2 separate regions of the Gossypium hirsutum genome follow, and region 1 is linked to region 2. Evidence: chromatin contacts called from public Hi-C data. All regions are on one chromosome and are shown on one strand. The core of a region is the stretch at or near the end of the contact, and the rest is flanking DNA. Distances in the headings are between cores, read along the strand shown. Region 1 holds the start of LOC107914831 (protein arginine methyltransferase NDUFAF7 homolog, mitochondrial). Region 2 holds the start of LOC107914825 (peroxiredoxin-2F, mitochondrial).

The links. Hi-C and Micro-C count contacts between places; a contact is called where the count stands out from the background.
Region 1: a Hi-C map of leaf shows a contact between it and region 2, with 2.0 times the contacts expected there. The contact joins the promoter of LOC107914831 here to the promoter of LOC107914825 in region 2. A contact is called at or near these places in 2 of 34 Hi-C or Micro-C datasets (leaf and petal).

What each region holds. Positions count from the first base shown.
Region 1 is chrD10:29,437,535-29,444,426 of Gossypium_hirsutum_v2.1, forward strand. It overlaps LOC107914831 (protein arginine methyltransferase NDUFAF7 homolog, mitochondrial), which reads left to right and starts at 2,975. Exons shown (of 14, transcript XM_016843874.2): 1 at 2,975-3,167; 2 at 3,250-3,326; 3 at 3,657-3,711; 4 at 4,152-4,234; 5 at 5,250-5,315; 6 at 6,381-6,481. The coding sequence starts at 3,107.
Region 2 is chrD10:28,826,754-28,832,892 of Gossypium_hirsutum_v2.1, forward strand. It overlaps LOC107914825 (peroxiredoxin-2F, mitochondrial), which reads right to left and starts at 1,802. Exons shown (of 5, transcript XM_016843866.2): 1 at 1,409-1,802; 2 at 1,302-1,331; 3 at 455-613; 4 at 1-71. The coding sequence starts at 1,615.

The sequences.
Region 1 (6,892 bases), core at 1,725-4,224, 610 kb after region 2:
GTGAATTATCAATGAATGAATTGGATAAATTTGACAGAAGGTTATAGCTTTAATTCTTTGATGAATGGATTAAGTTGCATTAGTAATGGATGACTACTATCATTCCTAAAATCTTGAATGAATCTACTTTTTATAACTACTTATATATATAGTTATAAATTAGAGACACTCTAAAGTGGGTGTAGTATGGAATGTTAAAGAGGGAACACTCCAATACAAGCGTTAGAAAAATCAATCTGGCTAAAGGCTATCGCTGCATGAGTGTGTGTCGGAGCAATTACGTACTCCCTATGGGTTTGTTGCACTCCATCGTTACTTTTCAGGAACAAGGGAACAATAATACAATGATATCCCTTATTCCAAAAATATATATATAATATATAAATACTTAGTATTATACAATAAATGTTGTATTGGCAGATAGAACTTAGGGTTTGAAGTATGATGCAAGCATTGATAAAGTTGCAACCTTATTCATTCACGCTTATGTATTGTCGATGCAATATTCTTTCATCTAAATGTGATTCATTCATTGGGAGTTTAAAAGGTTCAAGTTGCTAGAATGATCATTTGCCTTAGTAAAATTTTTGTAGCCTTGCTAGTTTTTGTTTTACTTAAGGACAAATAAAAACTCAAGTTTAGGAGTGTGATAGCACTAGAAAGAACATAGGTTTTCCTCCTTACTTATTGGTTAAATTGTTCCCATTTAGTTATCCTTAGCATATATTTTAGCATTTTCAGTTTAGTAAATTGCATTTTATAACTCAGTGAATCTTAGCCTATTTTATCTTAATTTTGCTATCTTTTTGCATTAATGTCGTTGCATGAGTTAATTTTAGATTGCGTCTAGAATTGTCGCCGCACCTGATAGCTATCCAAATAAGAATTAAAAATGCATGAGCTGTCCAGTCTGGTATAACCAACCTATACGTACAAGGACAGAATAATTCTAAGGAAAGGACACATGTACTGTTGGGAAAGAGCATAAAAGGTTAACGTGAGAAGAAAAATAAAGGAGGAGAGCTTTTTCTTGACCACCATCTTCTTCATCCTACCTTGAAGCTTGTGGCTATGGTAGCTTAAGCCTCTCACAGTTGAACCAATGTGAAAATTGATGCAAATTAGCTTTTGATGAGGAGACCTAAGTGCGAGACAAGAGGGAACAGAGAGATTCAGTCGAGTTGTCTAGGAATAGTATTCTCCACTCAATTCTTTCTTATTTCTTTCTAAATACTGGTGATTACTCTCTATTTTTTATTTGTATGGCAGTACACATGAATTCTTGGTTAAATATTATCTTATTCAATCTTATTTTTATTGTTTAATCTTGGGGTTTGAATGTTTCTTAACAAGAAAGTGTTATTGCAGTCACTAACACTGGAAAGTGCAGTGACAGTTCGAGCCAACAAGCATTACAACGGAAGTTGAGTGAGGATTAGAGGAATTTAGTCCACTTGTTCTTAATAGTGCCATATTGCCATCATCAGAAGGTGGGGTTAATGTGCATGTTAAGTCTCAGATTAAATAAAGGAGTGACGCATGGTAAGATATACATTGAAATTTATTGCCTCGAAAATCACCTATCCTTTTATACATTGTGAGCACTTAGTATTTTGTTGAAGATTCATGTTGGGGATCCCAATTTATCATTACCATATTTTATTTTATTATTTTCAAGTTGTTGCTCTGACAACTATCCTCACAATTTATCTCGTTTCTGTCTAGTTATTGCACCGGCATTAATAGACAAAAGACAACCATCCCTGTGGGATTGATATCGGACAGACTCACATCTGTCTACTATACTTACATCGATAGTGTACGCTTGCACATTATTGCTGTGACGTTAAACAGTTGATCAACCTTGAACGAAGAAGATATAAAAGAGCTAATATGGATGGAGTCTTTAAACTTCAATCAAAATAAGATGCCAAAATGAAGTTAGTAAAAAAGTATCCAACTTCCTATTGTTTTGCTCCTTTGAAGTCCTGGTTCAAAGGTTGAATTTCATGAAGATTGGCTTTTACAAAGGCTTCTTCTTTATTTCTTTCTCTTTTTATTCAAATTCTTAATCATCCAACGCAAATGGTCGTTTTCCTAAGGACCCCTTTAGATGAGCGGTGCGTTTACCTATGATTAGTGTAAAAATAGTGGTGGCGGTGAGGTTAGATATCGTAGCAGTATTGTAGCGTGAGATAAAAATAAAGCTAAATGCACTACACTGAAGGTAAACATCTATCCAAATGGGCCCCAAGTCTACCACCTTCTATGCGATTAGCATGGGTGAGAAAATTGTATGTAATTGCAGATTGTCACTTTTTGTATGTGTAAATAAGTGTGGTGGTAGAGTAGTATAACTTTTTGTATATAATTATAGGATATTGACTTGGAAGTATGCCATACTAGAGGTGATCATAGGTTGGCCTACCCGGCACAGCCCAAAAAATGGGAGGGTTCGGGTGAAAATATAAGCCCGAAATATGGGTTTGGGCAAAAAAATGAGACCCGCTTAGAAAACGGGCTGAGCCTCGGGTAAAAATTTTTTTTACTCGGTTCCAGCCCGGCCCGACCCGAATTATATAGTAAATATATATTTTTATTTTTAATCAAAAATATATATTTTATATAAATTAAATAGATATATTTAATATGGGTTGGGCTCGGGCTTAGCAATTTTCTTTCGGGCAGGGCTTGGATAAATTTTTAAGCCCATATTTCGGGTCGGGCCGAGCCTAAAAAACGGGCCTAAAATTTTATCTGGGTCCAGCCCGACCCATGATCACTTTTATGCCATACTAATATTATCACTTTTTTATTTAATACAATTTAATATAAAATATTTAAATAATATTTTATATTTAAATATTATTCTTTTGATAAATATTATTCTTTAATATTAAATTGATATAAAAAATATATTAAAAAATATATTCGTCAATCTGTTACATTCTAATATAGCCCTAATCCATTCCAGTTAGGCAATGATGTTGTAAACCAAGAAAACTAAGAGGGAAAAGGGAACAAGGGTTTAAGGAGTCCCTCTCCCTCATCAGAAGGAAAAAAAAAGCCAGGTCCTTCAAGAAAGAATCTAACACAGGTTCAGGTCATGCTCCCTCGTTCTAATTCCAGTGGAAAGCTTTTTCCATTTATCTTTAACAAGCTTAAAGGTTCTCTCTGTCTCTTTCTCTCTTTCTCACTCTCTTAATTGATTTAAATGTTTTATTTATTCATTCACTTATGTCACTGAAGTTACCCCAAATGAGCCATTTGCTCCATCATTTCAAGCTTTCTTCTCCACCCGCATTGTTGGAGAAAAACCCATTCTTGTATGTCATTTTAACTTCTTTCCACTTTTAATTCTTGGGTTTTCCCTTTTCTTTCTCATTTTTTTTATATTTGTTAATATCATTGCATTATTCTGGCTACATTCATTTTTTTGTCTGTTTTTCATTTCATTGTTTATTGGATTATTTATTGTGATTTTCTTTACTTGGTTGCTTTGCGCTGGTTTAGATTTGAAGGCTTGTTCATTTGATATGCATCCTTGTAATTTCATGCAACTTTGATTGATGGGTTGGATTTCTATTTTTTCATTCCAGGTTAGGGATTTCATACATTCGGCTTTATATGATCCTAACCATGGGTACTTCTCTCAGAGGTCAGGTGCTGTTGGTGTGCTCGAGAGGAGCATAAAGTTCAACCAACTTGAAGGTATTGTTAGAAGTTTTTGGATTTTGTTATTTGTAAGCTCTGTAATGTGTTTGTACTTTTTCATGTGGATTGGTGATAGATTTTGAATAAAAAATAATGAGGATGGTTAACTTACCAGTACCAAACACATACACGCACAGATATATATATATAAATATAAGCTATGCATCAAAGAAGTTGATATTTAGGTAGCTTCAAAACCTTCAATATTGATCACTTACTAGCTTGATTTAGTTGCGTTTCTTTTGTGTGACCTCGAATCTATGCTCATAGAATCTGTGTTGTGCTTTTATGTTTAAAACTATTTTTTCTTTGAAATGCAAGAACTAAGTATAAATTTAGTAGATGTGGCCCTTAAAAGCTTCATTTGTGGGTGCTGGATGGTCTTCTATTGTAGACTATATTGCTAAGGGTAGCACCAATCTTTTGGCATGTTTTAGGAAGGAAAGCATACATGAAACACTTGGATAAGATTTATAAGCAGAGTGGCATTGCATGGTTCACCCCCGTGGAGCTTTTTAAGGTAATGCTCTAGCAGACTTCACAACCATAACATTACTGGCACTTGAGCAAAGATCTATTTATTCAATTTTTTTAAAAAGAAGTTTATTGTTCACAGTATCTTAGCATGTATTTTGGTGTGACATTGCTCATGCCACTCTTCCTGTTAATGCAGCAAGTACGGTTTTTATGGTTATTTATGTACTTTTTAACTTTGTTTTTTTGTGTTGTTTTAAATTATTGAGATTAAAAATACTTGAAGGCTATGATATCTTTTTGTTGTGCCTTTAAAGTTCACTAACTGATGTTATTAAGAATGGCTGTTTTAGTAAAAGATTTAGGAAACTGATTTTCTCTCTGTTCCCTTACTTCAAGAAGACCTGTCCTCTGGTTATGTAATTGATTTCTATTGCTCCCCCTTTTCCTTTGGTTTCTTTGTTTCATTTTCTGATTTAGGGTTTTTCCTTTTGTCCTTTTTTTTACTCCAACTATGTTATGGAAGAGTTACATAGGTTTCTGCTTCAGGCTTGTCATGTTATTAACCATTTGGTTTATGTCATGGAAGAGTTACATAGGTTTCTGCTTCAGGCTTGTCATGTTATTAACCATTTGGCTTTAACCTGCGAGGGCCATTTACTGTGCCTTCATATTATGAGATGGTTTTGCAGCTAGACATTGAATTTCTTTTTTCTTTTTCTTTTGTTTAAGGTGGCCGTAGTAGTATGAGCAGGAAAAACGTTGACATATGTTTTATTTGTTTTTCTCTGCACCTTGCAAGGTGGTTATAGCTGATTATTCTCTCTATCTTTGTATAAATACACACATATATAAGTGCATGTAATCATGCTTCTGTGTCGGTGGGGGCTGTTGTTGAATGTCTGAATTTGTATAACCTTGTGTGTCTTCTTGATATCTTATTCCTTTCCATGGCCATTAAACTATTGAACCGAGCTTCATATATAGCAAAACAGTTTAACTCCTTTTCCCTGTAGTGAGCTTTATTGACGTGATTTCTATGAGCTTTACCTTCCTTGTAGCCATGGTATGCCCAGGGAATTGCTGAAGCCATATTGCGTACAGCTAACCTTTCAGTTCCACTAAAAGTAAGTTCCCTCATTCTCTTTATATTAAAAATCATACAAGCTGTCAACTTATAATTTTCTAGCTTCTATATTTTTAAAATCAATTTGACCTTTTCAATCTCTCTTTTTCTAGAAAAAACTGCTCTACTTTTTAGGGGAATATGGTTTTGATAATTTTCTCACTCCAGCTAGAACTTACAAGAAAACTTAATAGTTCATAGGCATTGTAATGATTCTTCATAGTACAATTTGTTACAATGTTTAATTCCGTGCTACTAGCATGGATATTCTGTGTTGGAAAGTAAAATTTCTAAATTTGCGGTGCAAATGTTAGAATGTATGCTTTGGAACTCTTGGTTCGCTTCTATTTTCCTTTTGAATCCTCTTGAGTTAATAATTAGATGCAAAACAGCGACTTGCCTCCTTCATACTTTCATTTGGCAATAGCCAGAAGATGCCTATCTTGTGGGAACCAATTCATCGTTCAAGATCCTAATATGCAAAAATAATCAAATGTTCTTCCTTTTGTGTATTTTATAGACTATAGAATTCAAACTGCTTGTGTTTTTTAAGCACAATGGTCATCTTTAGAGTCTGGGAAGTAATACTTTCACTTAATTTACTAAGACACAACTACGCTAGGATTACAGTAATAGGTGAATACAAATTTTTCCACTGTTGGAGACTTGGAGGTGTAGGATCACAGGTATATAAGGGAAAAATCTATATTTGGAAATTGAAAGATGAATTTTTGTCACTTTTATATCTGTTGTTCAGCTGATCAGTGGTTATCTGGTATTGGAGGGTTAAACTATGTTCGAAAAGGTTCTGTATGGTTATTTATGTTTTTATCTCATTGTACTTTGAGACATGCTTTTCAAGACAAGTATCCTCTATGTTTGTTTACATAACTGCTGCCTCGTTTCAGTTTAAACTCTACAAGATGTAGACAAAGAGTGTTAGATTGTCTTTTTACGTTGATAGTCATCTTTATCCCAAACCATCATGAATGGTGGTAAATCTTGGGATCATTGTATGGATATAAACCTAATTTTTGAATTAATTCTGTTTGTGCTGTGTGCTCAGATATATGAAATTGGCGGTGGATCTGGTACATGTGCAAAGGGCATACTGGATTACATAATGTTGAATGCGCCTCCAAGAATTTACAACAATATGACATACACGTATGTATGTTAGCTAATCCTTTATTTAGGATGAAATAATGTGCTATCATATCCCGTCATCCCATTTTGCATTACTTATGAATATATGTATTCTGTAAGGACACAATAAACATGTCAAGACACTGCACCTTTAAAAAATTCCATCGCTAAAGCAATTTTACATTGTTTTAAAATTTGAGAGAAAAGGGTCCATGTTCTGTCTAGAAGCAAATAAATAAAATTCCCAGTTTAGCCGAGATCATAACTTCATAAAAGGTATCAGTTGAACAAAGGTATGTGGCATGGGAATGAAACTGATTCATGATTGAAGGTATCATTCAAATAAAGTTATGTAGTCTGGGAAAGAAACTGGTTTTTGATGTTACCTTCAATGTCCTCAAGGTCTTTTCTGCAGATAGTAGCATGCTTTTA
Region 2 (6,139 bases), core at 552-3,051:
GCAGCAGAGAGATCTTTTCCCAATTCAAGGCTCTGGTGGAAGCTCCCATCAAAGTCCCCATAAAATTCAATCTATAAAGAGACTTTAGATGATTAAGAGATGGATAAAAAATAATGCACTTCAATAGAGAAAAGGGAAGGGAAAAACAAAAACAGAACAAATAGCTTCGAGTTCAGATTGTATTAATCTCAGTTTAAATTTTTACAAATGCCAAAGATCTTACAAAGTGATTACAAGCCCTCAGATAAAAAATTAATGATGCGACAGACTTTCTATCTTCCTAATCACTACATCTCCACTGAACCATACGTAATAATTAGGAATATGAGAACAATGATAAATCCAAATTGCAAAACAATAATATTAAACTCGTCAACAATCAACAAGACAGCATAAGAAAGAATTCGTACAATGCACAAGTAACACTACACATCATTAACATGGAATGACTTACCACATCTTTGGCTTGCAGTTTGTCTGCCCAGGCATTCATAACATAAGGATCATTAACAGCAACACAAATGACTGAATCAATTCCTTTAGCCTTGAACTTATCAATGTTCTTCTTGTAACTAGGCACATGCTGTTGTGAACAAACACCTGTGTATGCTCCCTATACACAATCCCAAATACAATGTAAATCCAAGTTTCATCAAATTTCCATTCTAAACCATAAAATCAGAAATAGCAAACTGATAGGTCCACACTCCACTTTATTTTGTTCTTCTTCTTTCCTAAACCAGGTTCTTTGAAATACGAAAATCATGCACCCTATGTTACCTAGACTTTTATGTTTTGGACGCCTATGCCAGACACATATTTGGGCAAAAATATCAGATTACAATCATCCAAATATATGAAAACACTTAAAAAGAAAATTGGGGTATACTCGTGTTCGGCACATACTTTCGTATCTGACACTCCCACTTCCGGGTAACATAGCAAGTGAACCAATTGCAAGGATACATCTACATTCTTCTTTAGATACTGCTAAATTGCTTTTTATTAAACTATTTAGTAAAATCTTCCACATCGGAAAAGCTTTGAAAAGTTCCATTCTCTTAACATAAACTAATTACTCCACTACCAATTTCAGCATTATAAGAACTGAGAATCATCACATCATAGATATCTAAATCATGCATATAGTACCTCATATACGGAGCAATCCTCCAGAATTCATTAATATACAAATTTAAGCTCAGATTTTCCAAACACAATCTCAAAAAATCAAATTCCATCTCTCAATTTCCACATATATAGAGCAAGTCAAATTGGGAGGGGGGGGGAGAGAGACTTACAGGTAGTCCAAAGATGACAACTTTCTTGCCCTGAAATGAAATTTTCTAAAACAAAATTAATACATACTGAATTAAATAATATTGAAAGAGAAACTATACAACGAAACCTTGAAGATATCATTGACAGAAGTAGTGGAGAAATTGGAGGTAACGCCTTCATCCCAGCTTCGAGCTTTCTGGAGACTAACTTGGGATGCGGCAGACAGGATGTCAGTCCCCACAGCAACAGAGGCATAGCTTCTCCTTGACGCTTCCGTTAGAAGACTTGACTTGATAACGGATGAGGTTGCTCGCCTAAGAATTGTTGACGCCATTGGCTTAGGATGCAGCTGTTGGTATGTGATTCTTTGTCTCAGTCTCTGCTTTGCTTCCGCTTGTTTCTTTCACAGGTTTTGGGAATCTTGCTGGTGGAACAAATGTGCTGGGCCTGACTGGCTTTAACGATTTTTGGACTAAGTTTTGGTATTCACAGCAAAAACTAGTCCTTTACTATTGGTCTACAGAAAAATGATTTTTTTTAAAATATATTGATATTTGGGAATGTCTAATACATTTTTTAAACTACTTTTTTTTTATCTTTACTATTGTATTTAATAATTAAATTTATTAAATTAATTTATATTTTAAAGTTTTCATAAATAATATAATTAAGAGATTAAAACATGATAATTGACAAATTAAATTTTCAAAAAATGATAATTAGAATGAATATACTATTATTTAAAATTTACAGAAATAGTAATTTATACTATGTATCAATTAAAATATTAAAATAATTTACATTTATTTTCTGAATAATATGATAAAGAGCTTCAAACATATTATTTCATAAAAAGAAATGTCAAAACTCTTAAGTAATATTATTAAAAATAATAAGATAATATAAAAAGATATGATTATCTTTATTTTATTTAGTAATAAGATAGAATGGAAGCTAATTACATAAAAAAATTCATTTTATTCTTCCAGCTCATTTGTTTTTAACATGTACAAATTGATTAACATGATTGTCAACTATACTTTTGTAATTGAACATTGTTGGGCCTTCAATTTTAAAAATGATTTTCTTCTCCTTACATTACTAAGTATATCAATTAGCTTAACTAATAATTAATCAAATATAAGAATAAATCAAGATGTGTTTGGATGTATTATTAAATTCATTTTTTATTTGCGTCAACCTAATATATTAAAAAAACCTTTCTTTAATATTAAATTATATATCTTTTTTCCTATTAGTGTCATCTATCATATTGTTAACTATGACTCATATTTTAGTCAAATTTAAGAAATAATCTTCTAGTTAAATTCTGTTTATTTGTTTCAATTAAACTTTGATTAGCCTAGATTATTTTATTATTATTTGACTTACGAATTTAGCCTGTAAATAGGCTTTTTTACAACATTAGAAAATACACCCATTAGAGATTAGAACTCATAACACATTTAGAGAATTTTGTGTTTATGTTTTGAGTGTTCTTTGTTTTTAGGTTTTCGAGGTTTAGTTTTTATCTCCATCTTTTGTACTCTTCATTCTTTTGCCATTATAGTAAAATTATTTTTCCCGTGGTTTTTTATCCTCTTTGGAGATGCTTTTCCACGTTAAATTTATGTGTTCAATTTCTCAATTTATTCCGCTATTTTTTTCTTGTTGCTTAATCAGGTCGATTCCAAACAAGTGGTATCAGAGTTAGTTCAATTTTTATATATCAGCCAATTCAAATATTGTAGCAACAAGGTTTGAAATTGAAAAGTTCAATGGTGTGACAAATTGCAAACTGTGGCAAGTTCGGATGATGGCAATTCTAGTTCAAACTGGCTTGAAGAAGGTTGTTATCGGGAAAAAGCTTGAGAATTTAAATCAAACAGAATGGGAAGAGCTTGATGAAAAGGCTTTGTCTGCAATCCAGTTGTGCCTCACGAATACGGTATTGTAGGAGATATTGATGGAGAAAACCTCATCTGCCTTGTGGAAAATGTTAGAAACTCTTTATGCGACTAAGTCTCTAGCTAACCGTTTAATGTTGAAACAACGTCTATTTACGTTTAGCATAAACGAAGGTGAGCTTCTTAGAGATCATATCAGTCAATTCATTACTCTTTTAAATGATTTAAAAAACGTTGAGGTTTAGATTGACGATAAAGATCAAGCTATGTTATTATTGTGCTCTTTACCCCTTTCATACAAGTCTTTCAATGAGACCCTGATTTATGGCAGAGACAAACTCTCGTTCGAATATGTGAAGGGTTATTTGTTGAGTAGAGACACACTCGACAATAAGTTTGGTTTGGATAGCAAGGCAGATAGGCAAGCTTCCGTTTTGGTAGCATCAAAGAAGCGAGACAAAAGGTGTCGCTATTGTAAAAAGTTAGGTCACGTCAAAGCATATTGTTATAAACTGTGAAATAAAAGAGCTACTGAGGTAATGAGGAAGATGTAGCTGGTGTTAATTTGGCCGAAGAAAGCGGTGATGATTTCTTGTTAGTGTCAATGAACGATAACTTCAAGCTTACGTTTGAGTGGATCCTAGATTCGGGATGTTCTTTCCTCATGTGTCCCAATAGAGAATGGTTCTCCACATACAGTTTGGTTGAAGGTGGAGTTGTGCGCATCGAAAACGATTCATCCAGAAAGGTAATTGATATTGGTACTGTTAAAATTAGGACGCACGATGGGACGATTAGGACACTCTCAAATGTCAAGTATGTACTTGATTTACGAAAGAATCTCATCTTCTTGAGTATTTTAAACTTGAAAAGATGCAGAATCAACATCGAGTCGAGTGATATTAAGGTATCTCGTAGAGCTCTCGTTTTGTTAAAAGGTAAAATGACCAACAATTTTTATATTCTGGAAGATTCTACAGTGACCGGTGAAATCGGACATCCCTCACTCGTTATGGAGTCGAAGTTAACTAGTTTGGAGCGGAGGCAACTTGGTCATATGAGGGAAAAATGTATGATCGTTTCATTGAAGAGAGGCTCTATTTTGGATGCAGGTTTTGAAAAGTTAGAGAACTATGTTCATGAAAATCAGACCCGAGTTAATTTTGATTTGGCAGTGTACAAGTCAAAGGCTAGAAGTCTTCCAGTTTTTAAGCATAGATTCGACTTAGTTAATTCCTTACATAGTTTAAGATAGGCTCGTGGCGAGCTTTGACAAAAATGGCGTTGTGGAAATATGAGTCAAGTTGGAGATTTGTTAAGTATGATTCATATTTCAGTCAAATTTAAGAAATAATCTTCTAGTTAAAATCTGTTTATTTGTTTCAATAAAACTTTGATTAGTCTAGATTATTTTATTATTATTTGACCTATGAGTTTAGCCTATAAATAGGGTCTTTTACAATATTAAAAAGTACACCCATTAGAGATTAGAACTCATAACACATTTAGAGAATTTTGTGTTTACGTTTTGAGGGTTCTTTGTTTTCGGGTTTTCAGGGTTTAGGTTTTATCTCCATCTTTTGTACTCTTCGTTCTTTTTCCATTATAGTAAAATTATCTTTGCTCGTGATTTTTTATCCTCTTTGGAGGTGTTTTTTCACGTTAAATTTGTGTGCTCAATTTCTCAATTAATGAAATTATGAAAGAAATTTGATTCATTTTGTTAGTTATTGATTATTAGTTGATAAAAATTAAATTATTTTTTCTTCAAATCTGCCTAACTCAATCTTACTCTCAAAAAATAAGAATTTTCGTAGAAATTCTTTAAGGCAACGAAGCAAAGCGCAAGCAAAATCGAAAGAGAAGAAGCCATGAACGAATAGAAAAACCACAACAAAAAGAATGCACACAAAGGGTTTAAGTAAATGCTCTTAAAAGTATTCTATTACTTTGAAGGATTACAACTGAGTGATTAAAAAATGAGGGGGGAAAGCCTTCATTCATAGTTGAGATCCCCTAGATCCAACAGTACAAATTAAATTACATCAAAGGCTGAATATTAATATTTATCTACAAAATGTGAGTCCTAATGGATTTAAAATCTATACATCTTTATCCTTTAGGATTTACAATAATTATCCCGGTAACTCTAGTTTTACTAGAGTGTTTCACTAGACCACCAAGGCTTCAAGTAGATGGACTTCTCCATATGTTCCATGAATCGAGCCAGTTCAACTAGGTTAAATGAGCTCCATGTGATTAGTTCACCTCTATGGGGTGGTTTGTATACATTCGTCACATGCTTTTAGTCGCAACCTGTGATATTCTCCCTCACCCATTCTCGTAACGCCCTCATCGCGTCCTCATAATGATACTAATTTGACTCATCTCAGAACTGCCTCAACGCCTCGGTCGATTCCCAACTACTTTCTTTGTCCAGTAGTTTCATCCTTTTGGAACATTTACCTTGAAGTCTTCCTTACTTTTTCATTGAACGATTTGTAGCTCAATTCATTGTACTACACCCGTAGTTGAAACCTTTTTGGAATTTATCATCTTGATATACTTAGTTAATTTGCTAATTGAAATACCAAGTTTACCCATGGCTTTCTCTGATATGAATAAGCCTAATGCCCCGTATCAACAAAAGCACTCTTTCATTGATCTGCAATGTTGATGTCCACATGCATCAACTCTTTCTGCTTGTGATCCTTATTCTCTTTTGCATATTTGAGTATCAGTGACTTAAGCTTTAAAGTCTCATTCTCTAGCTCCACTTCATCTTCTTTAGTAACTGTGGACAGCTTAAATCGCTCTAGATAGTCCCTAATCCTATGCAAACCAGAATATAAAAAGCACTTCACTAGTTTCTTTTCATTCTTTCTGACTTTATTGTCTTTGAAAAAACTCAAGATTGAACCAAGCCTCATCAGTTCTTTGTCTGGCTCATC